Regions from separate parts of the Sus scrofa genome. Here region 2 is linked to region 1. The links are chromatin contacts, called in public Hi-C maps. All regions are on one chromosome and are shown on one strand. The core of a region is the stretch at or near the end of the contact, and the rest is flanking DNA. Distances in the headings are between cores, read along the strand shown. Region 1 overlaps SMIM14 (small integral membrane protein 14). Region 2 has its middle 24 kb from the start of SMIM14.

Region 1 (6,774 bases), core at 2,238-4,737:
GTATTGCAGCTTCAATTTTCCTTTCCTCCTGTGAGAAAATCTAAATGGTAAATGGTATAAGACAGTCATAAGCCAGAGCCTATTAAATAAAGATTTTTTTTTTTTTTTTGCTTTTTAGGGCTGCACCCGTGGCATATGGAGGTTCCCAGGCTAGGGGTCCAATGGGAGCTGTAGCCACCAGCCTACACCACAGCCACAACCTCACCAGATCCAAGCTGCATCTGTGAGCTACACCAGAGCTGCAACGCCGGATCCTTAGCCCACTAAGTAAGGCTAGGGCTCGAACGTGCATCCTCATGGACACTAGTCAGATTCGTTTCCTGTAGCTGAGCCACAACAGGAACTCCCTAAATAAAGATTTTTAACACTACAGTAGTTCTTAATATTTTTGGGTACTAGAATCCTTTGTTAATTTGATAAAAAGGACTCTTTCCACTATAATAATCCACGGATACACATACAACAATTTTGCATATGACTGCAGAAGATTCACGGACCCACAAAGCCACCAATCCACAGATATACGAGATCTTCAGAATAAGGCTAAGACCACTCGATATACAGTAAAGACACTCTAGGGGAGAGGGGATTATGCATTTCAATTGCAGAAGTGGCATGAAAAAAAAAATAACAGAGCTTAAGGAAAAGGGAACATCAGGTTGTTTAATATATAAATTAAAGATCCCTTAAATGACATTCTCAAACAGATATTTATTTGGCCTTCTTTTTGCAAAAAGAATTTGGATTCAGATCTAGATATTTTAAAGTCTATGCAAAAACAAAACAAAAAGATAAACATATGCATTCCCCAAGAGAAAAAAATCAAGTGTCTGTGTAGGTATCAGTCTTTCCAGCAACTCAAGGCAGTCATATCCTATCTAATTCAGACTAAAAATACCCAGCACAGTGCTTGGATCATGGTTCCAAACTTAACAAATTTTTCTTTTTTTCTTTTTCTGTCTTTTTTTCATTTCTTGGGCCGCTCTTGCAGAATATGGAGGTTCCCAGGCTGTAGCCACTGGCCTACGCCACAGCCACAGCAACACAGGATCCAAGCCTCATCTGCAACCCACACCATAGCTCATGGCAAGGCCGGATCCTCAACCCACTGAGCAAGGCCAGGGATTGAACCCACAACCTCATGGTTCCCAGTCGGATTCGTTAACCACTGCGCCACGACAAGAACTCCCCAAACTTAACAAATTTCTAATAAATGAAATCGATGTGGAATTTCCAAGGCCTGGGATCAACTCCCCCACCACAGTGGTGACAATGCCAGATCCTTAACCTGATGAGCAAGGGAATGGGGATCCCCAGATTTTTTATTAAAGTATACGAGAGAACTCAATTTGTCAGCAACGAAGATTACAGAAGACTAGATCTCCAAAGAAAAGAGTATCTCTTGGTGGTTACTGTAAAGACAGCCTGTCAAGACTATGTATAAATGTTTGGTTTTGGTCTCCTGGCCTCAGGAAAAACTAAAAGAAATCCAGACAAGATTTTGAAACTAAGTGGATGCACTGCACTGAGGTACATGGGCCCAGGGCCCAGGTGGCACTGTTGAGGCCAAAGGGTGAATGACCAAAGGGGACAAAGTCAAGCAAAGAGCTGAGCTATTCCAAAAGCAGAATGGCTAGGAACCTAGACTTGGTTCCAATCCAACCACTTCCCCGGAAACAACATACACAGGACTGGGGTCACCAAAATTGCATTGCTTATCACACAATGAATCAGCATCTCCCCACCTTTATATCCATATCCTTTCCTTTCTTTGTTCCCTCCTATTATATTAAATGTGCCTCCCTTAACTAAAGACCAGTTTCGGAGTTCCCATCGTGGCGCAGTGGTTAACGAATCCGACTAGGAACCATGAGGTTGCGGGTTCGGTCCCTGCCCTTGCTCAGTGGGTTAACGATCCGGTGTTGCCCTGAGCTGTGGTGTAGGTTGCAGACGCGGCTCGGATCCTGTGTTGCTGTGGCTCTGGCGTAGGCCGGTGGCTACAGCTCCGATTCAACCCCTAGCCTTGGAACCTCCATATGCTGCGGGAGCGGCCCAAGAAATAGCAACAACAACAACAACAAAAGACAAAAAGACAAAAGACAAAAAAATAAATAAATAAATAAAGACCAGTTTCTTCACTTAAGCTTTGGATCCCACAGCTCTCACAGGAATCTATCCATTATCCTCTCTCTACTGTATCACAGAATCATTTAAATGTGATAAAGTTTCCACCATCTTTGGGAAAAAAAAAAAAAAGCCCTCCCTCAACCTCATTCTCTGTCCAGCTGCTATCAAAGCTGAGAGTGATCTACATTTATACTTACACTTCACTACCTCCCACTCACTGTTCAGGTTGGCATCCACCTCCATCAACATCCAAAGAGCTCTTTAAAAGGTCACCTATGACATCTCCATGCTGCTAAGCCTAATCGGTAATTTTAGTCCTCATTTTCTTTTCTTTTTCCTTTTTTTTTTTTTTTGGTCTTTTCTGGGGGCGCCCCCACGACATATGGAGGTTCCCAGGCTAGGGGTCTAATCAGAGCTGTAGCCAACGGCCTACACCACAGCCACAGCAACCTCAGGATCCAAGCCGTGTCTGCAACCTACACCAAAGCTCACAGCAACACCAGATCCTTAACCCACTGAGAGAGGCCAGGGATAGAACCCTCATGGTTCCTAGTCAGATTTGTTAACCACTGAGCCACGACAGGAACTCCCAGTCCTCATTTTCCATGACCATTCTCCCCCCACCCAACCCCCTTTTATTTTTGGCCACACCTGCGGCATGTGGAAATTCCTGGACCAGGGATCCAACTTGCAACAGAGTGGCGACTCAAGCCACTGAGGTGACAACGCCCGACCCTTAACCATCAGGCCACAAGAGAACTTAGGTCCCTTACTTTTTGATATTCTTCCTAAGTAAGATTGTGATGCTTCAGAGAGTTAAACTTCAAATAACAAATTTACTAATGCATATTTCTAGACAGAGCAACCCTGATAAAATGCGCACTCTGTTTTAAGACTTTCATAGTGATGACTCCTAGTTCCCTATAACTGTCTCCTAGCCTGGTTCCTACTGCAGCCTTTCCTTCTTTCATACTGCTGCCAAAAAAGTCTGCTTAAAACACTGCTCTTGGAGTTCCCGTCGTGGTGTAGTGGTTAACGAATCCGACTAGGAACCATGAGGTTGCGGGTTCGGTCCCTGCCCTTGCTCAGTGGGTTGACGAGCCGGCATTGCCGTGAGCTGTGGTGTAGGTTGCAGACGCGGCTCGGATCCCGCGTTGCTGTGGCTCTGGCGTAGGCCAGTGGCTACAGCTCCGATTCGACCCCTAGCCTGGGAACCTCCATATGCCATGGGAGCGGCCCAAAGAAATAGCAAAAAGACAACCCCCCCAAAAAAAAACCAAAAAACCACTGCTCTTAACACATCTCTGACTAACCGTGTGACTCATTACTGGCTATTGCTCAACTCTGAACCCTTCAGCCTGGCCTTTCCTCATCTGATCTAGCTCTACTCATCAATATTACCTCTTAGCATTTCTCTGAAAAAGCATCCTCTGTTCCAATCAACCCCATGCCTTCTTGCTTCTTTAGCCAAGGGTTCCCGGGCCTGTCTGCCCATCAGAATAGCCTGTGACAATATCAGCACCACAGTATCTAAGGCCCTGCCTCCTATCATCCAATTCAGGAGCAGCTCAAGGGTGGCGTCAGGAACCAACAATATTTTTTAAGGCTTTCTAAATGAATCTGATGCAATAGTTCGATGCTAGTTTGGCCGACAGCATGTGCCAGCTCTGCCAACTCAGTCCTTCTGTCTGGCAGGGAAAAATTACAACTAACCTCCATTTATTTAACTATATCCTACGACCCTCTCTCTTCTGTTTAAAAAAAAAAACAACAACAACAAAAAAACCTCCATTTGCTCCACCCACTCTTTCCTTTCTTCTGAAACTAGTATAGCATATTTACTTATTTATTTACCTGTTTATCTTTTATATTTATTTGTCTTTTTATGGCTGCACCTGAGGCATATGGAAGGTATCAAATGGAATATTCACAATGAAGTTAATTAACTTGGCTGGACACCAGGAAGATGAAAAAGAGGGAAGCTCTAAGGGTTGACAGATCCTGAGGGATAATTTCTACAAACTTATATAGGTTTCCAGAGAAGTAGAAACGGAAGAGCAGTGAAAGTGGACAATGCACCAGGAGGCTTTAACCCTGTAATTTTAGGGTTGTTAACAGTAATTACAATATCCTCAGAACATCTACCAATCTTTAGATTTACTTCACAATTAAATTAGCAATAAAGCTAGTTTCCATACAGCTCTTAATCTGAAAGACAGTCTTGCAGAAGAGTTCTATGCGGCTCTAGAGAACAAAACTGGGGGTGAATATCCCAATGAAGTGGACTATAGATCAATATAAAGAATGATGTAGTAATGAGATCTGCTGACAGATTGATACTAGATTCTGCTACCACATGAAGCAGAGTGCTCCACAGTCTATAAAATCATCTCGAATACATGGAGCACACCATGGCAGGCACAATGGGTACTGTGATATTGGGATATAGTAAAAAATACATATTTCGTTTTCATTCTTCTGGTTCCTGGCTTCATACTGCTAAAACACTTAGAATTTCCTGAGTGATATGGGTGAGGAGAATGTGAAGTTTTTTGTTACCCATAATAAACCCCCATTCAACCATAAGTGAGTTACGCTAATGAGGTGACTCTCAGTGGGTCCCCTAGAAAGCTTCAGGGTGGGGACTGGTTGCCAGAGTCTGACCAAGGGTTAGAACTTTGAGTTCTGCTCCTCAACCTCCAGGGCGAGTAGAGGAGCTGGAGATCGAGTTATTCACCAAGGGCCAATGACTGGAACCGATGGAATGGAACTGTCACAAAAATCCTAAATAATGGGGTTCACAGAGCTTCCTGGCAGGTAAACACATGAAGAGCTGGGAGGGTGGCACACCCCGGGAAAACAGGGCTAAGCTGTTCCCCTTCCCTCATACCTTGCTCTACACATCTCTTCTATTTGGCTGTTTCTGAATTGTATCCTTTATAATATACTGAAAATAGTAATTACACTGTTTTCCTGAGCGCTGTGAGCCATCCTTGCAAATTACTGAAAAAGAGTAGGGGGTTGTGTAGACTCCTGATTAATATATTTTATGAAAACAGCATAAGCTCATTGGTAATAATTTAGAATTCACAGAAAAGTAATCATATCACTCAGAGGAAACAACTGCTTAAACCATTTAAAGACATGACTGTCAGAAAGGATTTCCACCAAATGCTAAAAGAACTGGGACAGCCAAACCCAAAAAAAAAAAAACAAAAACAGGCAGGAAGAGGGGAACTGACCAACAGAATTAAAGTACTATTCAAGCTCTAGAGTTTTGCCTTTATATTTGGATTAAAGAAGTGAAATTTCACTCACAGAAATAAGAATATATTTAGTTTACAGGTGGGGCTGGCTCAAAGGTCACAAAAACCACAAATATAATAAACACTTGTTTTCCATAAGGCGTTCAACAAGATTACTTTCAACTAGAAGAACAGGTTTTAGCTTTTACTGCTGAGGCAAAAATTTGAGCTACTTACCTACTTATCAGAGGGCACGCTATAGATTAATGAACAATACTGAAAAGGCAACATAAATGAATCTGCAGTAGGGGAACTATCAGCCCAAAACCTGAACACATCATCTGCCCATTACTTTCTTGTCCAGAGGCATATAATTATTACCCTGCTGTATCAATAGACTACATTCTGACAAAATTCCTACTTTGGCCAGGCACTAGCTCCTATTTCTCTACACTGTTATATATACAGAATTTGATCATAATTCAAACCATAATAACAGTAATTAATAATGTAAAAATAAGCCCTTTTATAATGATAATTCATTGTGTTGTGTTTTGTTTTGGTTTCATATACATAAAAAAGTGGTGCTCAGCTTCAGAGATGTGAGGTATAAAAGCAACTAGCCTATTAAAAAATCTCATCTGGCAATATGTTAAGAGCCTCAAAATATGCAAAAGGATGTTTGTTCAAGTATTATTTGTAACAGCAAAAATATATCAGCAACCTAAGATTCCAACAAAAGGGAATTATTTAAATGCTGGTGCATCCCAATAATGATTTATTATTTAGTGAGTAATTTTTTTTTTTTTTTTTTTTTTTTTGCTTTTTAGGGCCACACTCGTGACATATGTAGGTTCCCAGGCTAGGGGTCAAATCGGAGCTACAGCTGCCGGCCTACACCATAGCCACAGTAACTTGGGATCCGAGCTGCACCAGCAACCTACCACAGCTGACGGCAATACTGGATCCCTGAGCCACTAAGCAAGGCCAGGGATTGAACCCACATCCTCATGGATACTAGTCAGATTTGTTTCCACTGAGCCACAACAGGAACTCCGTCAATAAATATTTTTAAGGTAAATACATGCTGATATATTCACAATACAGCAGTGAAAAACAACACAAACTAATCCCATTTTTTTTTTTTTTTTGACTTTTGTCTTTTTTTTTTGGGCCGCACTTGTGGCATATGGAGGTTCCCAGGCTAGGGGTCTAATCGGAGCTGTTGCTGCCGGCCTAAGCCACAACCACAGAAACACCAGATCCAAGCCACGTCTTCGACCTATACCACAGCTCACGGCAATGCTGGATCCTTAACCCACTGAGCGAGGCCAGGTATCAAACCCGCAACCCCATGGTTCCTAGTCGGATTTGTTTCTGCTGTGCCGTGACAGGAACTCCC
Region 2 (6,774 bases), core at 2,509-5,008, 89 kb after region 1:
CCGTCGTGGCTCAGTGGTTAACAAATCTGACTAGGAACCATGAGGTTGCAGGTTTGATCCCTGGCCTTGTTCAGTGGGTTAAGGATCTGGCGTTGCTGTGAGCTGTGGTGTAGGCCAGCGGCTACAGTTCCAATTAAACCCCTAGCAGGGAAACTCCCATATGCCTTGGGAGTGGTCCTAGAAAAGGCAAAAAGACAAACAAAATTAATGAAAGAAAAGTGAGGGGGTTCCCACTGTGGCTCAGCAGGGTAAGAAACCGACACAGTGTCTGCGAGGATGTAGTTTCAATCCTTGGCCTCACTCAGTAGGTTAAGGATCCAGTGTTGCCACAAGCTGCAGCACAGGTCACAGATGCAACTCAGATCTGGCATTGCTGTGGCTGTGGCATAGGCTGGCAGCTGCAGCTCTGATTCGACCTCTACCCTGGGAACTTCCACATGCCACAGGTATGGCTATAAAAAGAAAAAGAAGGAATGAAAAAGAAAAGAAAAAGGTGAAATTATTGCCGAGAGGAAAGGAGCCAATAAATGGGTTTTATGAAAGGGAACTCCAACAATTCTGGTGAGGCTTAGAACAAGAGAATAATATTCTGTCTTAGCTGGGGCTCTGGATGTTTGTTGGGAAGAAGGACACTTACAAAACCTTATCCTCTTTTGAAGAGCCAAGATGTGAGCTGAATGAAAAACAAACTTCCAAAGGGGTCTACATTCTCAAAATGAATGAAGAAAAGGGGGAGCTCTAACTATGACTATATAGAAAAATAGGAGTTCCTGTCATGGCTCAGTGCTTAGCGAATCCAACTAGCATCCATGAGGACTTAGGTTCGATCCCTGGCCTTGCTCAGTGGGTTAAGGCTCTGGCATTGCTATGAGCTGTGGTGTAGGTTGCAGACATGGCTCAGATCCCATGTTGTTCTGGCTCTGATGTAAGCCTGTGGCTACAACTCCGATTAGACCCCTAGCCTGGGAACCTCCATTTGCCACAGGTACAGCCCTAAAAAGACAAAAAAGACCAAAAAAAAAAAAAAAAAAAGGTTCAGCAGATGTATAACTTAAAGTTCAGATAGCTATAGATCAGGGACACAAAAGAATTATAAAGTCAGTATAAAATACGAAAAAAATTATGCTGGTAATATTGAACAGTTTAGTTTCTGTTTAAATCTATACCCACTTGCTGGTTATTGCAAATGTTTAGAATCCGTGTGTGCATTTCAATTTTAAGGCAAGTTAATTTCTACCAATCTAAGAATAATTGTTTTGTCATAGAACTTCACCACAAATCAGGGTGGCTGATGGTACTGTATGACAATTAATTCCAGCAGGCCAGGAATCACCCTGAACTGTTTTGCTAAAGTTCCTGCATGGCCCTGACCCCAGTCAAGGCATGAAACATATTGAACAGTGATGTTGTGTAACCATGGATCTGCGGAGTTTCAGGTGGGATGTTTTCTGTACCGCTTTGTCAACATAGATTATTAATATCGTTGAGATCAATGGTTTACCCCTGGTCTCAGCTCTGCTATGGAGACTGGGTATTTAGCAGGAATATCTCAGTGTGACAACCAAATATAAAACACTCTACCTAAGACCCCGTTTTGGACTTTCAGCTTCCATGGTATTCCATGCTTATGTCAGTGGTTCCTGATCTGAGAGAAAGTGCATCTGGCCTCAGCTCTTGGAGAGGATGAACAAAACAGCCCAACTTGGCCTCTCTGGTCCCCTTACAGTGAGGCAGATTTTGCTATGATGCAATCCTTACTTTATGACACTGATACATTCTTTTCCTATAATAAACAGTAAATTTATAAGCTCACATTTATTGTCACTTTGAGTCCTTCGAGTCTTCTTTAGCAACCAAACTCTATTTAACTACTACTGTTACTGCATATATAGATATTATACATTAAATAAAATAGTCTAAGACAATAAGGCCATGAAGGTTATCACCAGGGGCTCTGTTTAAAAGGTAAGGAAGGGGAGTCCGCATTGTGGCCAGTGGGTTACAAACCCACATCCCTGGCCTTACTCAGTGGATTAAGGATCCTACATTGCTGTGGCTGTGGTGTGGGCTGGCAGCTGCAGCTCCAATTTGCCTCCTAGCCTGGGAACTCCCATATGCCACAGATGTGGCCCTTAAAAAAAAAAAAAAAAAAAAAAGAAGCAAAAAATAAAAATAAATAAAGGTAAAGAAGGATGAGAAAAAGATGTAATATTACCTAATTTAGGAGAAAAAATAATAGAATATTTCGACTCTAGACCCACTGCCACTTAAGAGGAGAGTCAAAACTGGCTGTTCCAATTCTAGTTAGAACCACTTTCAACACATAGAAGTTTATCTTTTTTTTTTTTTTTTTTTGCCTTTTCTGGGGCTGCACCTGCGGCATATGGAGGTTCCCAGGCTAGGGGTCCAATCGGAGCTGTAGCCACTGGCCTATGCCAGAGCCACAGCAATGCAGGATCTGAGCCTCGTCTGCGACCTACACCACAGCTCACGGCAACACCAGATCCTTAACCCACTGAGAGAGGCCAGGGATTGAACCCACAACCTCACGGTTCCTAGTCAGATTCGTTTTCACTGCGCCACAACAGGAACTCCAGAAGTTTATCTTAAATTAAAATACTTGACTAAACTTGGGAGTCCCCTTCGTGGTTCAGCAGTTAATAAACCTGACTAGGATCCATGAGGATTCAGGTTCTATCCCTGGCCTCGTTCAGTGGGTTAAGGATCCTGTGCTGCTGTGGCTGTGGCGTAGGCCTCTGTAGCTCCAATGTGACCACTAGCCTGGGAACTTCCATATGCTGCAGGTGCAGCCCTAAAAAGCAAATTAAATTAAATTAGATTACTTTACATTAAATACTTGACTAAACTTTCATCTTCACAGTGTAGGTGGCCAAGAGTATGATCAGATTCCAACAAATGAGTTTATGATATTTAAAACATACAATCCTAGGAATTCCCTGGTGGCTCAGCAGGTTAAGGATCCAGTGTTTGTCACTGCTGTGGCTCAGGTCACAAAAAATAATATAAAACATACAAGCCTAGAGTCTCTCCTAAGTTCAAGCTAAGGGTATCAATGGTTCATGTCTAAAATGAGACTCTGGGGAGTTTCTGTTGTGGCTCAGTGGTAAAGAATCCGACTAATATCCATGAGTACATGGGTTCCATCCCTGGCCTCGATCAATGGGTTAAAGAATCCAGTATGCCATGAACTGTGGCGTAGGTCACAGACATGGTTAGAATCTGGCATTGCTGTGGCTGGGGCCTAGGCCACCTGTCTTGGAAACTTCCATATGCCACAAGTGCACCCTCCAAAAAAGACTAATTAATTAATTAATTTAATGAGACTGGGAATGTTTAAGGAGAGTTATTCATGAAAAAATTGGTATGTTTGCTGAGATACTTTATAGTATCCAACATAAGTTGAAATGGGAAGAAGTTGGAAACAGAGGCCTCCATAGAATTTTCAGTTCTTGAATATAACCTAACTAGGGCTAGGGCAAAAGTTTTGAGACAGCATAAGATCAGTTAGATCCAGATGATAAGAATGAAAAAGAGATTATGTTTGACAATGGTTTGAAAGCTCCATGTAAAAACAAAGTAGTCTTATCCTAAAATTATAGGAACCAAGGCATTTGTATTTGAACCAGGGACAAAATCGAGGATGTGGTTTTCTGAACAGAATGATCTATATGGGTGGAGGCCTGCTTTCTCCACTGGAAGACTGACATGACTTACAAACATAATTTGGGACCAGATATCATTTTCAACAATTAAATCATAGATACTGAGTAATATAAGGTCAAAGACAGACACTGTGGTTACTTAATGACTGAATAAACATGACACAGAAACGGAACACAGAGTCCTTGGCTTTGACAAATAGTTCTCCACCCAAATACTGGAAATCACATAAGCAGCAACTGCCATTAAATTATGGATGACTCTGTCCACCAATTACTTTTAAGCAGAGTAGATAGGTCATCAGGGACAGTCTAAAATAAAACCTAATAGTCACTAGCCAGCAATAGCTGAGCATTTTTGATGGGCCAGTTCTCATGGTATGCGTAATTCTCATAATAATGCAATAGATAACATCACCTTCTTATAGATGAGAAAACTAAGAAATATAATGTCACTCCAACCTAAGAAATATAATGTCACTCCAACTTTTTGACTTCAGAGCCAGGGCTTTTAATCTCTGTTTTCTAAAACTCTCATACCTATAGGCTATTATTTCATGACCTGTGCAGAGCGGCTATGGGCAACAATGGAGAAAGACTTTCTGAAAATAAAGCAGCTTACTAGATTTTAATCACCCAAAAGTGATTATTTCAAATGAAGAATTCATAATCGAGAATTTATTCTCTTTTTTCCCTGTAAGTTGTGCATACTTTACATGAATCACAGCACCAATTAAATTTCCACTTTTGTAAGTTTCTCCATCATCATCATCATTGTTGTCATGGTTGGCATCGTCACCCAGTGTTACATTTAACCAGTAACATCAACAGTAACAGTGATGTAACAGTGACTGTTACATCATCCAGTCCATTAAACTGCTTGTGTTAACCTGATGCTAGAATCTTAAAGAATCAATAAATCAGAAAGTCTTTACCTTATGCTTCCTAGTGTGCTTGGGATTTTATCAGATGTCCACTCCCTTCAATAAAGCAAAACAATCTCTGCCTGCACAAATTTTGAGAAGGCATTGCATGATACAATTAGATAATGCAAAATAAAAGAATTTAAAATAGAGGCTGAGCTGTCTGATAAAGAGGTAGTTCTTTGTTCTTATCTTCCTTATACGCAAAATATACACATTTAAACTCCTATTCTGAGAAGAGAAAAAGTAACAAAAGAACGAGTAAATTGACATTATATAAGGCAGAATTTTTTATTTTTTATATTTTTTATTTTTATTTTTTTGATATTTAGGGCCGCCCCCACAGCATATGGAGATTCCCAGGATAGGGGCTGAATCAGAGCTGTAGCTGCTGGCCTACACCACAGCCACAGCAACTCAGGATCCTAGCCGTGTCTGCAACCTACACCACAGCTCATGGCAATGCCGGATCCTTAACCCACTGAGTGAGGCCAGGGATCGAACCTGCATCCTCATGGATGCTAGTCAAATTCGTTTCTGCTGAGCCATGACAGGAACTCCTAGAATTATTTTAAATGCAAATTTAACATTTTAACCAATTTTGTTATATTTTTAGTAAATACGCTTCCAGTGGTTTTACTATCACACAAATAACTCTTGGTTTAAAAATTTTTTAAAAATATTACACCAATGTTTGACTTTAAGATCAAGGAGTTCCCTGGTATCTCAGCAGGCTAAGGATCCAGCATTGCTAGTGCTATAGCTCTGGTTACTGCTGTGGTACAGGTTCAGTCCCTGACTTGGGAACTTTATGCTGAAGGTGCAGCCAAAAAAAAAAAAAAAAAAAATCAACTGATAATTACTGAGCATTTTCCATATATAAGAGACTTTGTTGGACACTGAGAGAGAAAAAAAGAAGTAAATGACAGGGGATGTGCCTATGAAGAACTTCTGAGCTGGAGAGGTAAGAAAAAGCAAATGAGGAGTTCCCGTTGTGGCTCAGTGGGTTAAAGATCCAGCATTTTCTCTGAGTACGTGGCTTCAATCCCTGGCCTCACCCAGTGGGTTAAGGATCTGGCGTTGCTGCAAGCTCCAGCGTGGGTCATAGATATGGCTCGGATCTGGTGTTGCCCTGGCTGTGGCGTAGGCCTTACCCGTAGTTCTAACTTGACCCTTAGCCATAAAAAGAAAAAAAAAGAAAGAAAAATAAACTCCTTTGCTTCTCCTATGGCTACAGAGAAGCTTTTACCACCCTAGTTCCGCAAATAGCTGCCTCTCTAACAACTCCTCACCTTTTTTTTTCTGGTTCCCATCACTCAGCATTAAAAAAAATTTTTTTTTGGTCTTTTTTTTTTTTAGGGCTGCACCAATGGCCTGTGGAGGTTTCCAGGCTGGGGGCTGAAGAGCTGTAGCCGATGATTGCGCCACATGCACAGCAACGTCAGATCCAAACATCGCCTGTGACCTACACCACAGCTCGTGGAAATACTGGATCCTTAACCCACTGAGCAAGGCCAAGGATCAAACCTCCGTCCTCATGGATACTAGTCAGATTGGTTTCCACTGAGCCACAATGGGAACTCCTGATCCTTTAATGTAATTGCTTCTCGATGTTTTTTTTTGTTCTTCTCATTCGACACTGTCACCCTAAATGTGGGTCTTCAAATTAACGTCAATGCCAATGACTCCCAAAGCTGTATCACTTTGTCCTCTGGAATCACCTTTCCAGTGGCCTGCTGGATTCATTCCAATGGACTTTATCTCCTTTACATTGATTATGCCCTGGTTTTCAGTGGTAGGTTTTTGGATTTTGTTTTGTTTTGGTTTTCATTTTTTTGGCCGTGTCCATGGCATGCGGAAGCTCCTGGGTCAGGGGTACAACCCACGATACAGAAGTAACCAGAGCCACAGCAGCAACAATGCTGGATCCTTAACCCACTGAGCCACCAGGGAACTTTACTTGTAAAATATTTGATTCAGACAAATCTGTAATTTACAATTCCTGTTTCTTTTTCTACATTGATTTCAAAAATAGACTAATAGAAGAGTTCCCAAACATGTGGAGCAGTGAGTTAAGAATTCGACTGTAGTGGCTCGGGTTGTTGTGAAAGTGTGCATTCTACCCTGGCCTGGCACAGGAGGGGTTAAAGGATCTGGTGGTGCCGCCACCT

Evidence for each region. Hi-C and Micro-C count contacts between places; a contact is called where the count stands out from the background.
Region 2: a contact with region 1 is called in a Hi-C map of liver, with 3 times the contacts expected there. The contact joins two enhancer-like sites. A contact is called at or near these places in 5 of 47 Hi-C or Micro-C datasets (liver, retroperitoneal adipose tissue and skeletal muscle).

What each region holds. Positions count from the first base shown.
Region 1 is chr8:30,772,139-30,778,912 of Sscrofa11.1, forward strand. The region is part of intron 3 of SMIM14 (small integral membrane protein 14); the gene reads right to left. Among named protein-coding and RNA genes, the nearest start is that of UGDH, 16 kb to the left of the region's middle. Within about 2 kb of position 3,488, at least 13 of the 83 cell types and tissues checked have an H3K27ac peak or open chromatin away from gene starts, as enhancers often do. A contact at or near this core is called in liver and retroperitoneal adipose tissue, where this site is marked.
Region 2 is chr8:30,860,598-30,867,371 of Sscrofa11.1, forward strand. No RefSeq gene overlaps it. Among named protein-coding and RNA genes, the nearest start is that of SMIM14, 24 kb to the left of the region's middle. Within about 2 kb of position 3,759, at least 5 of the 83 cell types and tissues checked have an H3K27ac peak or open chromatin away from gene starts, as enhancers often do. A contact at or near this core is called in liver and retroperitoneal adipose tissue, where this site is marked.